Linked DNA regions of Mus musculus: regions 2 and 3 are each linked to region 1. Evidence: chromatin contacts called from public HiChIP or PLAC-seq and Micro-C data. All regions are on one chromosome and are shown on one strand. The core of a region is the stretch at or near the end of the contact, and the rest is flanking DNA. Distances in the headings are between cores, read along the strand shown. Region 1 holds the start of Kat6a (K(lysine) acetyltransferase 6A). Region 2 holds the start of Slc25a15 (solute carrier family 25 (mitochondrial carrier ornithine transporter), member 15). Region 3 holds the start of Gins4 (GINS complex subunit 4 (Sld5 homolog)).

Evidence for each region. Hi-C and Micro-C count contacts between places; a contact is called where the count stands out from the background. HiChIP or PLAC-seq counts read pairs in DNA pulled down with a chosen protein or histone mark.
Region 2: a contact with region 1 is called in a Micro-C map of embryonic stem cells, with 6 times the contacts expected there. The contact joins the promoter of Slc25a15 here to the promoter of Kat6a in region 1. A contact is called at or near these places in 13 of 39 promoter capture datasets (3T3-L1-derived adipocytes, the C10 cell line, the HPC-7 cell line and 7 more), 5 of 484 Hi-C or Micro-C datasets (CD4 T cells, embryonic stem cells and liver), 2 of 115 datasets of contacts at active chromatin or transcription factors (pancreatic cancer cells and pro-B cells) and 2 of 9 other capture datasets (adipose tissue and liver).
Region 3: a FOXA1 HiChIP or PLAC-seq map of pancreatic cancer cells shows a contact between it and region 1. The contact joins the promoter of Gins4 here to the promoter of Kat6a in region 1. A contact is called at or near these places in 10 of 39 promoter capture datasets (the 3T3-L1 cell line, 3T3-L1-derived adipocytes, erythroid cells and 6 more), 2 of 484 Hi-C or Micro-C datasets (both in embryonic stem cells), 3 of 115 datasets of contacts at active chromatin or transcription factors (fetal liver, microglia and pancreatic cancer cells) and 2 of 9 other capture datasets (adipose tissue and pancreatic islet).

What each region holds. Positions count from the first base shown.
Region 1 is chr8:22,857,068-22,861,726 of GRCm38.p6, reverse strand. Kat6a (K(lysine) acetyltransferase 6A) reads right to left here and starts at 2,181. Exons shown (of 18, transcript NM_001081149.2): 1 at 2,095-2,181; 2 at 125-210. It overlaps Gm46036 (a long non-coding RNA gene), which reads left to right and starts at 1,288. Exons shown (of 3, transcript XR_001778526.2): 1 at 1,288-1,473.
Region 2 is chr8:22,395,865-22,400,523 of GRCm38.p6, reverse strand. Slc25a15 (solute carrier family 25 (mitochondrial carrier ornithine transporter), member 15) reads left to right here and starts at 1,903. Exons shown (of 7, transcript NM_181325.4): 1 at 1,903-2,084. 1810012K16Rik (RIKEN cDNA 1810012K16 gene) reads right to left here and starts at 1,803. Exons shown (of 3, transcript NR_045473.1): 1 at 1,541-1,803; 2 at 1,246-1,377; 3 at 933-1,079.
Region 3 is chr8:23,235,120-23,239,778 of GRCm38.p6, reverse strand. It overlaps Gins4 (GINS complex subunit 4 (Sld5 homolog)), which reads left to right and starts at 2,111. Exons shown (of 8, transcript NM_024240.6): 1 at 2,111-2,309; 2 at 2,680-2,799. The coding sequence starts at 2,704. Gm39141 (a long non-coding RNA gene) reads right to left here and starts at 1,999. Exons shown (of 3, transcript XR_870246.2): 1 at 1,911-1,999.

The DNA.
Region 1 (4,659 bases), core at 932-3,431:
ATAAAAACAGAAGGAGAAGAAGCTGAGTAGTTAAAGTAAAATGAGGAACTAAAGATGTCTACAAACGACCTCAGCCGTAACTAACCGGAGGAGTGCTAGTTAGTCCTCCGCAATCTGTGCTCACCAGTCTAGGGGGTCAACTCGTCCTCCACATTGTCCCCAAGAAACTATTCAGCACTTCAACAAGTATCTGGATTAGTAGGAAGAATCCTGCAACAAAAGCAAAAGTGGATCAGCTTTCAAAATTCCAGTGGATAGGAAACAGACAGTAAGCTCTGCAGAAACCACTAACAGCAATCTGATCAGTTCCTACACGAAAGAAAATAAACCTGCTTCACACACCACAATACGGAGAGTAATGCAAACGAAAACAGCTTAGTGTCAAAGTGTGTAAGGAATTTCATTCAAACTTTCACCAATACCCATACACTGAAGGAAATGACAACTGTCAAACATAATCTACAGATAAACTAGAAATAAGAAAGGCCTAGAATCATTTGGATCAAATGCAGATACATGTAAAATCGTACAATACAGAAAACAAGTAACTGCCTATGATCTGATAAAAATGTAAATTTGAGATTGCTATCTCAGAATGTACATTAGTCAATAAAACAAAAACAAATATACTACTACCTCTGAACTTGTTCCTCCAAAACTAAGTGTAACTTTGAACTTCTCATGTTTTGGAGCACGTGTACAATATAAACACAGCAAAAAAGGGGCGGGGGCACCCCTTCAGCAACTATTCCCAACAGTGTGCAGGCAAACGGGAGACTAATACATGAGGAATGAAATAGTACTAGTAAGAAAAAAAGCATTAGCACCCGGGGCCAAAATGTATTTCAAAATTAGCTAACTAAAAGAAGTACCCCCCTCCCCAGGAGGGGTGCTTCATATTAGTGGAGGTTTTACGAGGACAAACATCAGAATTATTACCCAAGGGATGTTTCTGATATAGACACTAACTTTAAAGTAACCAGGACTAAGACCTAAGAAGGTGGGAACACCCTATGTGGCTGAGTTTTCAGGTGAAAAAGAATGAATGACAGTCACACATTGTCTTTCCGGCCGGAAGTTTCCCCAATCTGCGAGTCTGCACAAACCAACGCTCTGAAGATCTGAACCCTAACTCTCAGAAAGTACACTCGCGAGCTAGAAAGAAAGACCAGCCGGGCTCGCAAAGCCCTTCCCGCTCTCTCTCCCAACCCAAAACACATCTGCGCGCGCCCTCGATTTAAAGCCCAAGGAACTTTAAAAAAAACTTGAAGCGGCAGAGCCCCGCAGTTTGCCAGCGGACCGCTTCGCCGGTCCCATTCTATGGAAACACAGCCCGGAGAGTAAGTTAACAATGAAATCACGTGGAGTTAGGAGCATAGTAAGCTCTAGCCCCAGCTCCTCCGAGCTCTTCGCTCCAAGGGGTCGGCTCAGAAGAGCAGCAAGGGGGACACCGGCTGTGACGGAGCCTGACAGGTAGGGCAGGTCCGGCCCAAAGTCGCGGAGCTCTTGACAGGCAAGCCCGCCGCCACCCGTCCCGGCTAGGGGCTGACAGTCCGACAGACACAACACCACACGTGCTGCCTGCTCCAGACCACTGCACCCACCAGGCTGTCACCCTGCACCGCTCAACCCCGCTCGGATCTCCGCGCACTCCGCACAGCCCGGAGTGCGCGCCCGCCCGGCGCCGGGAGCGGCGGGAGCGGCGGGCGGGCGGGCGGACGGACGGCGGGCGCGCCCCCGAGGGAGAGCGGGCGAGCCCGCACAGCAGCCCCAGGCTCCGCGGCCTGGCTGCTCGGCGCCAGGGAGCCCCGGCTCCCGGAGTGGGCCGCCGGCGGAGCTAGGGCGGCGGCGGCGGCGGGCCCGTCGGCGCGAGCCCGGAGGGCGGGCGCGGGCCGGGCCGCGGAGTCGGACGCGAGGGGGCGGCCGCGGCGCCCAGCCCGAGGCCTGGCGCAGAGCAGCGGGGAGGCGGCGCAGGCCGCGGCGGGGCCTGCAAGCGGCCCGCCGTCCCCGCGAGGCGCCGAAGCAGACTCCGGGGCGGCCTAGCCTCGGGCTCGGCAGCTGGGAGCGACCGGGGGCGGCCCCTCGGCTCCTTACCTGGGGGGAAGACAGCCGGGATCCCGGGGGCCCGGGCCGGACCGCGGAGATGCCCCAAACTGACACGGCCGCCATCTTGGAGACAGTGAGCTCCGACTGGGGGGAGGGGAGGCCAAGCGGCGGAACAGCCGCGGGGGGAGGGGAGCGTCGCGAGGGAACGGCTGCCTGGGGAGGGAGCGGGAACAGCCTGCGCGGGCGGGCGGGAGGGAGGGAGCGGAGGAGCGCGGGAGGGGGGCGGCCGGTAGCTGGAAGAGCCGGCTCGTCGCCGGGAAGGGCCGGAGGGCGGGGCCACGGGGGGCGGGGTGGAGGGAGCCGCTGGGCGGGTCACGTGGGGCGGGTACAAAAGGCCGAAGCCCGGGTGGAAGCGGGAGTTGGCCGGGCTGGAGGCCAACAGCTGGGGGCGTCCCCTCCTCCTTTCTCACGCGCAGCGATCGGGCAGAATGGCGAGGCCACAGGCGGAAGGTGCACCCGGATTATACAGCCCGGGAAACTTGGAGCGGGCGGGCGGGCGGGCGGGCGGGCGGGCGGGCGCTTGGGTGGGGCGGCTTCGGCGCGACGCCGAAACCTCGGAGCTAGGAAGCTCGGAGCTCCCGGCGCGCGGCGTCCGCCCGGGTTCCCAGGCCCTTGTTAGCGCCCGGGGGCGTGCACCCGCGGCTGCCTTGCAGGGTCGGGGACACACACACACACACACACACACAGTGGCTTCGGGAGCTCCGTGGCTGGGCGGGGGAACGCGGGTGGCAGGAGTTCCTTCTTTTGCCTTCGCCTTTCTGCTCACTCTGCACTCCAGCTGCTCATCCCCCCGTGGTTCAAAGAATAGTCTGGCTAGAAAGGGGAGAGGGCACGAAGTTGGACACTCCTTGTCAGCCAACAAGATGCCCACCTAGGGCACTTGACTGACCCCCCTGCCCGCAAGTCACTAAACCTTGGAAACATGTTTATAAGAAACACCACCCACCGAGCTCGGTTTCTAGGACTTGGACAAGGTCACACAGCTATTATGGCACGGTTGCTTGTGGAACCTGGGTCTTTCTCTTCTTTTCCTACCCTGTGCAGTTTGATGGCTGAACCGCAGAGACTCTTGGCTAGGGCAAGCCTCTCCGCTACTGGCTACCTGTTTCTTTGTCTTTGGTCCACTAGAAACTCTTGAGATTGAGTCCCACACACACATACCCCTTCCCTGGAAAGACGTTAAAGCTCAACAGCTTGAGACTTGTATTGCTGCTACCCTTGCACTTGGTTTATGTCCCCTTCCTAGACTGTTAACCCCCCGCCACCTCATTTTATCATAGCTTTACCAAAAAGGAAAAAAACACCTGCTAGTCGCTGCCATAACTTTGATATTACTTTGTTGGTTTTGTGCTTTATTCACTTTACAGTTCAGGTGTAGTCGTAATGCTTTTAGTATATTCCCAGGTTAATGTTCTTCGACAGTGCCATTTGGCATCCCAGCATCTAACCAACATGATGCCAAGGGCTCAAAACAGCGCTTATAGTGAATAAGCATTTGTAAGCGTCTGAGAAATAAGTTTACACCTCACCTCATGTCCTGTCTCCAAACCTCATTCCCTGCTTTCAGATCTGAGTAGCCCTCCTCCACCCTAATTCTTGCCCAGACGACTATGCACACTAGACTGTTGAAACTATTCCATATTAATACTAGCCTGGGAAACTCACGCAAAGGGCCTGCAGTGCCCTATACTGATGTTGATAACAAGCAGTTGTGGAGAGGTTTATTGGATCACCCAAAACCACTTCTCTACAAACCCCAAATTGTATTCCATTACTAGTGGAAGAGAAATTTGAAGACAGGAGGATGACCAAGATCAAGACTCAGTGGACTCCCCATCTCAAGGGAATATGGTAGACAATGTTACGGCAAAGACACATAGTATCATCCACAGGCCTCCAAGAATGGACACACGCATGCACGCACGCACCTGTTTGCTTGTTTGTTTGTTTGTTTTAGATATACATTACTAAAGGGCATACTCAGAGATCTTTATAAGTTTTGCAGCAAAAAAAATCAGTTTTGCAAGTCCACCTGCTGTCCGAAATGGCAGAATTTAGTGTAACTCTGGAGTTGGGGGGGGGGGGTGTTGTTTGTTGATCTTTGAGACAATTCAGACAGCTGAAGATTATTTCCTCTGTCAATCAAAAAAGCTACAGTCCTCATCTTAAAGGGAATAAAAGAGTTTATTCTGGGTCCATTCTAAGTGACTGTGACCCAGGACATAATTTCCTTATTATAACTTGATTGAAACTAACAGTATTATTTTATCACTTAGAAATTCACCAGGTAGAATGTTAAATATCACAGACAATTTTAAAAATCTAATGACAGGAGTATTTAAGAAACCAAAGGTGAAAGCAATGTGCAGTTACTGGGGGCACTCAGGTGTCAGTCAGTTAGACAAGCATCATCCAGCACCTTCAAGTCCTCCTGAATGTGCTCCCAGAAGAGGTGAGCACGTTGGCAGCCTTGGGTTTCCCATCCTGAGAGTGAGCTGGGAGTACCTGACTGCAGTCCTGATCTTTTCATCAGAATGGAGGCTTTGATGTGGT
Region 2 (4,659 bases), core at 654-3,153, 460 kb after region 1:
CATCATGACCAAGAAGCAAGTTGGGGAGGAAAGGGTTTATTTAGCTTACATTTCCACATTGCTGTTCATCACCAAAGGAAGTCAGGACTGGAACTCAAGCAGGTCAGGAAGCAGGAGCTGATGCAGAGGCCATGGAGGGATGTTACTTACTGGCTTGCTTCCCCTGGCTTGCTCAGCCTGCTTTCTTATAGAACCCAGGACTACCAGCCCAGGGACACCCACAAGGGGCCCTCTCACCTTGATCACTAATTGAGAAAATGCCTTGCAGCTGGATCTCATGGAGGCACTTCCCCAACTAAACTCCTTTCTCTGTGGTAACACCAGCCTGGATCAAGTTGACACACAAAACCAGCCAGTACAATTGACACTCCCCCCTCAACTTGACACACAAACACATCACTATAAAGGAAGCACACAAGGAAGACGGCTCACCACTGGTACCTCTTGTTGTTCAAGGGACAACTTTGCCTTGCAGCCTCCACAGGTGCCAGCATGCATGTTTTCATACATACACATCAATTTCAGAATTAAAGGAATCTTTAAAAACGTGAAAAGGCTCATAGGGAGGCTGAAGCGGAGTGGGAAGCTGGTGGTGTAGGGGTCACATGACCCTGAGACTCTTCCAATTGAATAGGGCTAGAGTTAAAGATAGTTTTATCACTCCTGTGAACCACAGTTTTCTTAAGTATTCCCTGCTCCTTTTGATTTTATGATTCTTTTTTAAAGATTTATTTTATTTATGTGTAGTGTGTGTGTGTGTGTGTGTGTGTGTGTGTGTGTACCCCTGAAGGAACCTGCAGATGCTTACAGAAGCCAGACGGGGGAGCTGGATACACACCAGCGCTGGACTTGGGCGCTACCAGATGTGGGCTAAGAACTGAATTTTAGTTTCGTTCTGTTGCAGCAATGAAACACTGTTGCCTAAACTGCAGCTTGGAAAAGGTTTATTTGGCATTCTCTTCCAGATTGACGGAAGGCAGGAAGTCAAGGCAGAAGCCATGTAGGAATACAGATTACCGACTCACTTTCTTGGTTGATCTCTGGACGATGCTTTTTTCCCCCCTCCAATCCAGGACTTCCTGCCAGAGGAATGACACCACCCATAGTGGGCTGGGCTCTCCAGCATCAATTACTGATCAAGACATTGCTGCTACGGACCTTTCCATCCTCAGACTGACTGGATTTAGGCAATCCCTCTACTGATTCTAGGCTGAGTCAAGTTGATAAGTATCAAAGGTTCTTTACCTCTGCGCCCTCACTCCAGCGTCACTTTGAGCTTCTAATTAAAGCCTCAGGAATATATCGCTGGGAACTATAAAACCTGCAGCGGCAGCTTATATTGTTGTCTTTTCCATAATGTTCCTGGGAATGGATTTCCTTAGGGGAGAAAGAATGAAACCTAAAGCGACACAAAATAGACAATCAGACAAGCAACTAAAACCTAGGGATGTAGCTCTGTTGGCAGAGCGCTTGCCTAGCATGCAGGAAGCCCCACGTTTCATCCCAGCCACCTCACAAATCCAAGCCTGGTGGAACAAACCTGAAATTCCTTCTCTTGGAAGGGGGAGGTAGGAAGATCAGGAAGTTCCTGACCACCCTCAGCCATATAGCAAGTTAAGCCTGGGCTATGCGAGACCCTGTCTGTAGACAAATAAACAGATGATTTAAAAAGCTGCCCATAAGGGAACTTATAGTTCACCACTACCATTCTAGTACTTTCCATTTACTGTTAAAGCCACAGCCTCCTGGGGCTGGATAACGCTGGGAGACCTCAAGGTGAGTCCTCCCGGAGGCTGCCAGCTCGGCAGTCAGCGAGGAGAGCAGATTTCCGTTTCCTTGGCCAGCCTTCGGGAGGGAGGGGCGGAGGGGGCCTCGCGTGGGGGAGGGCCGGTAGGGCGGGACTTCGAGAGGGCGGGCCCTCAGGAGGGCGTGGCCTCCGGAGGGAGGGCTGGTGGAGGGGGTCTCAGGAGGGAGGGCCCGAGGGCCGGACCCACAGGGCGACCTTAAAAATTGCCCGGGGGCCCGCGGCCGCCAGCGGAGCGCGCGGGCGGCAGAGGGCGAGCCGGACACAGCCAGGCGCGGCGGTGAGGCTGCGGGAGCGGGCGGGAGCGAGCGAGTGGGCGACCGGCCCGGCTGGGGAACGCGGCTGACAGTCCCCGCCCTGCCGCACACGTGCCGCGGCTCCGGGCGCGCGCACCGGGCTCGCTGCGGGGTCCCGGGAGACGCGGAGGTTCGGGCGGGCGGGCGCGGTGGCCAGTGTGCGCGCGCTGCGCGGAGCAGAGCAGAATCCGGGTCAGGCCGGGTGAAGCGCTCCGCAGCTGCGGCAGTAGTTGGCACCCCGGTTGTCCCGGGCTGGGCCCGAGGGGTTCGATTGATGGTGGTGGCAGGCAGGCGGCCTTCTGCAGCCCAGCTGCAGCTCCAGCTGCAGCTCCAGACGGGTCCCTCCTTAGCGAAAGGCAGCCTCACCTGCGCTGAGCACCCGGGAAGTTCTTTCTGGCACCCTAGGAACCAGTGGTTGTGTCGGCGGCGTTGTTTCTGGGACTGCTGGGTAGTTTGAAGGAAGAGGGTGAGACGCTCAAAGGATTCGGGGTTTCTACTCCAAATGGTACAGCAGGCTCCTAAATTAGTTTAAATCCGCGCAGACCGGTCTGGTTTTTGCAGGTCCTGCATATCCCCCAAGCCACAGGTGATACTCAGGTCCTTGTGCATTCTTTCTGGGTTCATCTGTTAGTAGCGTTTCTGTCTTCTATAATTTGACAGATACCCCTGAGAAGGGGGCTAAGTGTTAAGAGTACTTTCCTGGTATGCAGGAAGTTAGGTTTAATTCCCAGCACGGGAAAGCACTTAAAAAAATATATCTTTTTAAAATTGTAATTAACATCATTTCCTCCCTTCCCTTTTCTACGCCTAACCCCTTCGGTGTAACCATATCCCCTACCCCCTTTCAAATTCATGGCCTCTTTTTCTCAGGACATATAATGCTACTTGTCTCTATATGGTGGATAACCAACTGGGGACTGTACTCTGGGGAAGACTATGCCCCCATTCCCAGCTTTCCTTACTCGTTTGTAGTTCTTTGTCAAGGGTTGAGACCCCCTCCCCCGAGATTTCCTTATCCATGTTAGTGTGTCTATTGCTTTCATCCTCATGTAGGTCTTGTCCCCAAGTTGATGCGACTTCATGGCCTTTCTAACATTTCTAGGAGACTCAAGTTCACAGCAAACTTACTGTCCCTTTGGCTCTTGGAGGGGGGGGGGGGATTAAAGGTTAATTCTGCACATATTATTTCTCTAGGACTTGAAATGTTTTCATTTGGTGTATGTGAAAGGGTTGGATTTATAGTGACTGCCTAATTAGATACACTTTTCTATGCCTCCAAAGTTAGTAAAGAATAGTTCCTGAGGAAACAAATGAACACATTGAAGCTCCTCTGAGACCACTGTGGATACTCCCCACCACCTGGTTGGTCTTTTACTTTCCCTGCAAAAATGTAGGCACAGGTGTTTCTGTAATCACCAGGTTGCTAGTTTTAAAAGAAAGAAAGGTTCTTGGAATAAGGTCATTGACTTTTTTTTTTTTTAAATTCTGCCCTTATTTTCTGGACTTTTTGGATGGCTTTGGTATTTGAAAGAGTCCTGGCCTAATGCACCAGCCCCTTCATTGTGATGAGGAGTAAAATTGTTCTCTGTTACGTGTAAATTAATTCTGTATTTTGAGAGCATACAGAATAGTTTTGGATGATTGGTAACTTGGATCTTGTATGTTGAGTCATTCTCCTTTCTAGTTAATGTTAAATTCATTTCTCAGAAAGGTTTCTTTCTTTCTTTCTTTCTTTCTTTCTTTTTTTTTTTTTTGTCTAAAGGTAGAAGGAAACTTTGTTTCCCCAAAGCCTTTAAAAAAAACCCAAACATTTCAAGTCTTGCTGTAAAGAGAACAGCAGCAGTTTGACTCTTTGGGATATACCCCTGGGATTCTCATCAAGCAAAGTTGGAACCCAGAAGTCCAGATGTTGCACCAAAGTGTGGCTGGCTCACATGACCTGCCTTCCTTGGATTTACGCTCCGAGACTCTCTAGTCCCGCTTGAGGCCCGTTGAGTCAGAATCTGACTACACAGCAGTGTAGCAAATCTCCACATTTACTGCTGAGATGTGGCGGAGTGGAGGTGACAAGAACAGGGCCAGGGCCCTCTTGTGGGCCTCATGGCATTTATGGCCATCTGTATATGGTAATTTTACAACCCACCTTGTCTAGATGAAGACCTCCGGCTTAGGAGCTATGTGACTCAGTGGAGCTCCTAGGCTCTGATGCTGAGCAGCACAGGCTGCTGATGGTACTTAAGACTGAGCTTGGTAGACTGAACTTTCACCACAGGCCTCTGAAACTGTCTGCTGTGGTCTGGGCCAGTTGTGATTAATACCTGTCCCCGTATTAATTTGTGTAAATGAGGGAGGCCATAGCACTATGCTGTGTGATATTCTTTTATCCAGTATGATCTCTTGGATCAACAGATCACGTGGGGTCAGGGGACTACCATCCCTCACTCTGTCCTTATTTGGTGTTTGTTGCTGTGTTGATACATCAGGACTCCTTAGGAACCTACAGTCCCACTCCTGGAAGTTAAGTTCAGTAATGTAGCAGGCTTATAGAATGGGGGACTG
Region 3 (4,659 bases), core at 862-3,361, 380 kb before region 1:
CACGAAACAACTTGTATGTTGGGTATGGTGGCTAATTCCAGTAGAAGCAGCGGATCTCTGTGAGTTCAAGGCCATCCAGGACAACATAGTTAGATTAGCAGGGGTTGTGGAGGCAGGCTGTAGAGCAAACCACCTTGCATGTGTCTGTAAATTGCCTTGTCCGCAGTGATTGTCGCCCCTAGAAATGTTAAAGACAAAGAAGGAGAGGGAAAGAAAGGAAAGGAGAGGTGTGGAAAGTAACTTTCCTGACTTACAAGTGAGTGAAAGTAAAGAAGGGCCCAGTGTTGAGGGTAAAGCTGTATTACTCGCTTTCTGTAAAAGTCAAAGACAAGCCCCTCTCATAGACAAACACCCAGGGTGAGTTCAAGCAGTCACAGGACTCTCTGTAGGTCACGCCGGAAGCTTGTGATGGAGCAGTTTCTAGAATGACAGCTGCCTACAGAATCTGCTGTAATACACCAAACAGCCAAGGCTTCTGGTTTCTGGTTCTTGTCTCAGAAAATACAACTTCATAACCAACCTCACTAAGCTAATTTCTTATCACTCTGGGCTACTCTACAGATGTAATTTATTTTATCTGTTCCATGCTTATTTGATAATAAAATATCAATCTAATGATATGTGGAACAAAATATAAGCATCCTGTTAGCAGATGAATATTAAAATGTTTACGCCACCAGGAGGCAGAGGTGGGTGGATCTTTATGAGTTTGAGGCTAATCTGCTCTACATAACAAGTTCCAGGTTCGTCAGAGTTACATGATGAGGCCCTGTATCAAATAAAAATAAATAATGAAAATTTTTTGTACGTCAGTGATAAACTGTAGAAAGAGATTTTGTTTTACTTAGTTGCTGGGGACTGGACCCAGGTTAAATGCTAAGATTGTACTGTACCACTGCACCACATTCCCCCGCTCCCATCTATACAAATCATTTTAATTTAAAAAATAGGTATAATACCAAGAATCTTTAGGCTACCACAAATTCAAATTTCCATAACTTTCTATTAGTCCTGTTATTTCTTTTTGTTGTTGTTGTGGTTTTGTTTTTGTTTTTCGAGATAGGGTTTCTCTGTGTAGCCTTGGCTGTCCTGGAACTCACTCTGTAGACCAGGCTGGCCTCAAACTCAGAAATCCACCTGCCTCTGCCTCCCAAGTGCTGGGCTTAGAGGCCTGTGCCACCACACCCGGCTCAATCCTCTGTTATTTCTTACTCTTTCAAGTAGTAATATGTCAGGATGCATAATTTATAGGTATATAAAACTATAAAAATTTGCAATCTGATTCCATCTCTGAAGCTAATTAGGAAGTTTGGCACTTAAAAAATATAAGGGGCTAGGGGCTGGAGAGATAGATAGCTCATTGGTTTAGAGCACTTGCTCTAAACCAGAGGACTGGAGTTTGGTTGTCGGTACCCATGTGGAACAGCTCATAACCACATGTTATGAGCTCCATCAGGATCCAGTGCATTCTTCTGTCCTCAGCTGGCACCACACTCATGTGCAAGCACACATACTAACATACATGAAAATAAGGAAATATATCTATAAAAATAATCTTAAGGGGGCTCAGTGGGTAACAGCACTTGCTATGCGATCGTGACCTGAGCATGTACCACATGCGTATATTGCATTCACACTCACTAAAAAGGTAGAATCCTAGAAAGTCAGTAGGCATTCTTTCATCACCAAAAAGAACAACTCAAATAACATTAGAGAACAACTCTGCGCAAAAAAAAAATGTAAAGGAAGGACAATGGAGTGAGTCTCTTAAATGTAGTTTCAACACACATATATGAATCTGTGAACAGGTTTGGCAATGGAACCAACCCACACACAGTAAATGTTAAAGGAAGGAAGGAACTGGGCCCTGTACCGATTCGCCACAAGACGGCGCTGCCTGGTTTCCTTACTGTGAGCCGAACGCCCCCACGTGGCCGTCCCGAGACGGTGCCACCCGGCACTTCACTCCCGGCCTCCTTCCCCGCCTTCCGGAAGTATGTTCTATAGCTCGGCAAGAGCCCGCCCCGGGGTAGGCGGGGCCAAGGGGCGTGTGTCCGCTTTCCCCTGGGCCTGATTGGTTAGTGCTCCCGCAGCGCGGAGACGTTTTCCTGTCGACGCTGTGTTTGGGGAAAGGAGCGCGGGAGCTGTACCGCTGCTGGTCGGGTCTGTGGGCCGCGGGCTTTCCGCGCGATCTCCGGCGCCCACCGCTCGGGGAGCCTCAGTCCGTGGTGTCCCCCGAGCGTGCCGGCTAGGAGAGAAGGGAAGAGGGATCCCTGAGCCGTGTAGCCGCTTTGAGTGCCAACTGCGAGGTGAGCGCTGGAGTGTCCAAGCGACCCCGGGTCAGTTGCAGCTGAGGACGCGATGTGCCGAGCACTTGACACGATGCACTTTTCTCATTTGAACCGAATGGGCTCCTGGGCCACTGAGGCAAAACGCTGCTCCTGGCGACGACAAGGAGCATTGCGGTTTAGTGTGGTATCTGCCCAGGTCCAGGCCCATGCAGCGGGAAAGATTAGGAGAGAAACCGACCAAGGGACTAAACCCAACACTGAAAAATCAGTCTCTGATTTCGCCATCCCTGGCCAGTGCACCCCCTTCAGCCCCAATAAACTTGTCCCTAAATGCCTTTTCTTGCAAGTAAGTGGGAGAAGCTTTTCAGGGTGTTGGTTTATTTTTCAGGTGTAGGTTCCCGGTTGAGAAACGATGACGGAGGTTCTGGATCTCCACGGACAGGACTCTGATGGGGGTAGTGAGGAGATGGTCCTAACTCCTGCAGAGCTCATTGAAAAGCTGGAGCAGGTAAGCACCCCAAATATGTCCCGTGTTCTTAGCTCTTAACTTACTCCAGGTGTGCAGTACCACGGCTCAGAAAATAAGGAAACAGAAGATTTGTTTCCAAAGAGCAGTGTTTGTAACATCTGCATAAAAATAGGAAGCCAGAAAGCAGGGCCTTCTTTAGGAGTCTCATCTTGTCAGTCTTCAAGGATGGCTAGTAAAAGTAGGCTTTGGACACATGTAGTAGAATGTTTCACAAAGCAATGCTCTGCTGTGCTATTTTGAGGACGTAAAGATGTGTGTGATCTGTAGAGAAGCATGCCATTTCTCTATAGTAGTCTCTTCCTCTGTTTCCTCCCCCATTGGAAGATATCTGCTCTAACAAGAAATTGCCATCCCTTTTGGTCATAATAGCAGTGATTATTTCTTGCATAGTTGTTGTTGTCGTCGTCGTCTTCTTCTTCTTCTTCTCCTTCTCCTTCTTTCTCCTTCTCCTTCTCCTTCTCCTTCTTCTTCTTCTTCTTCTTCTTCTTCCCCTCCTCCTTCTTTTCCTCCTCCTCCTCCTCCTCCTCCTCCTTCAATAATATCTTCTCATGAACCTCGGGTAGTTTAGGAATTCTGAACATGCTTGGGGTTTTTTAGGTTTTGTTTTTGCTTTTTGTTTGTTTGTTTTAAGTTTGTTTTTGAGATAGGGCCTCACTATGCATCACTGGCCGGTCTTGAACTCTCAGAGTTCACCTGCCTCTGCCCTCTGTGTGCTGGCAGTAAAAGCATGCACTGTGTTGCCCTATAAGTTCTGGGACATTCATGGCGTATACTATTGAGTGTTCTTTAGAGGACAGTTGACCATGGGTACCCACCTCCAGTGGATACCTCTACAACATAGCCCCTACAACCAAGGCTCAGGGAACGCCAAAGAAGAGAGAGCAGGAAGAGACAGAGGACCAGGACATCTGCTGCAGGGTTATCCTCTCTATATGTCAGGGAGGCTGTGCCCATGAGAGCTCAGGAATATTGCTGCTTAGACAGGACCCAAACAATGAATGACAATGGCATTCCAACACGGATGGGGAACCTCACAAGGCCCCACCCCTAAGTGAGCTGCAGACGAATAACGACAGCTGAGAGAGGAAGATTATTAGTCTTCCTCGGGATGAGGTCCCTAAATGGTTATCCAGTGCCAAATGGCCATCCCTGAAAACAGACAGACGAGCAACACCGCATGAATCCAGCAGGTTCTATCTATGCATTTATTTGTATATATAGGTAACAATAATTTAAAAGAGGCCATGAATTTTGAGATGGAGTCGGGGGATATGGTTGGCATTGGAGGGAGGAGAGGAAGAGGGGATGATGTAATTGTACTTTGACTAAACTTTAAAAAAATAAAAGGTTCATTGGGTCTTTCTTACAGTGCAGAGTTTCTCATTTCGGTGATTGTGTTTGTTTGGTTGGACTGTATAATCAAACAGATGAGTGGCTTCCCCAGGGTTTTACTGTGTGTAAGAGGCTGAGGTCAGTGTCCTGGCTGGCTGGTCTCTCCTTGGCCTGTGGTGGCTGTCTCCGGTGTCTTCGCTTGTTCTTCTCTCTTGGCTGTGTCTGTGGTAACATTTTGTTTTCTGAAAAGGACGCCAGTCACCGAGTCAGGTCCCATCCTGGTGACTTTGTATTAGCGCCCTCACTTTTTCTAAAGATACAGTAGCAACAACAAAAGAAAGTATTTAGAAAGAGTAAGTGTAAGTCAGGGGTGGCGGGCGGCCAGTCTGCTCTGCATAGCCAGTTCCAGGCCAGACTACACAGTGTGCTGTCTCAGAAAAGGAGAAAGAAGGAAGAAACTTGATGGTGCCGGGATCGGTAAGGAAGTAGAAAGGTGTTCCAGTTGAT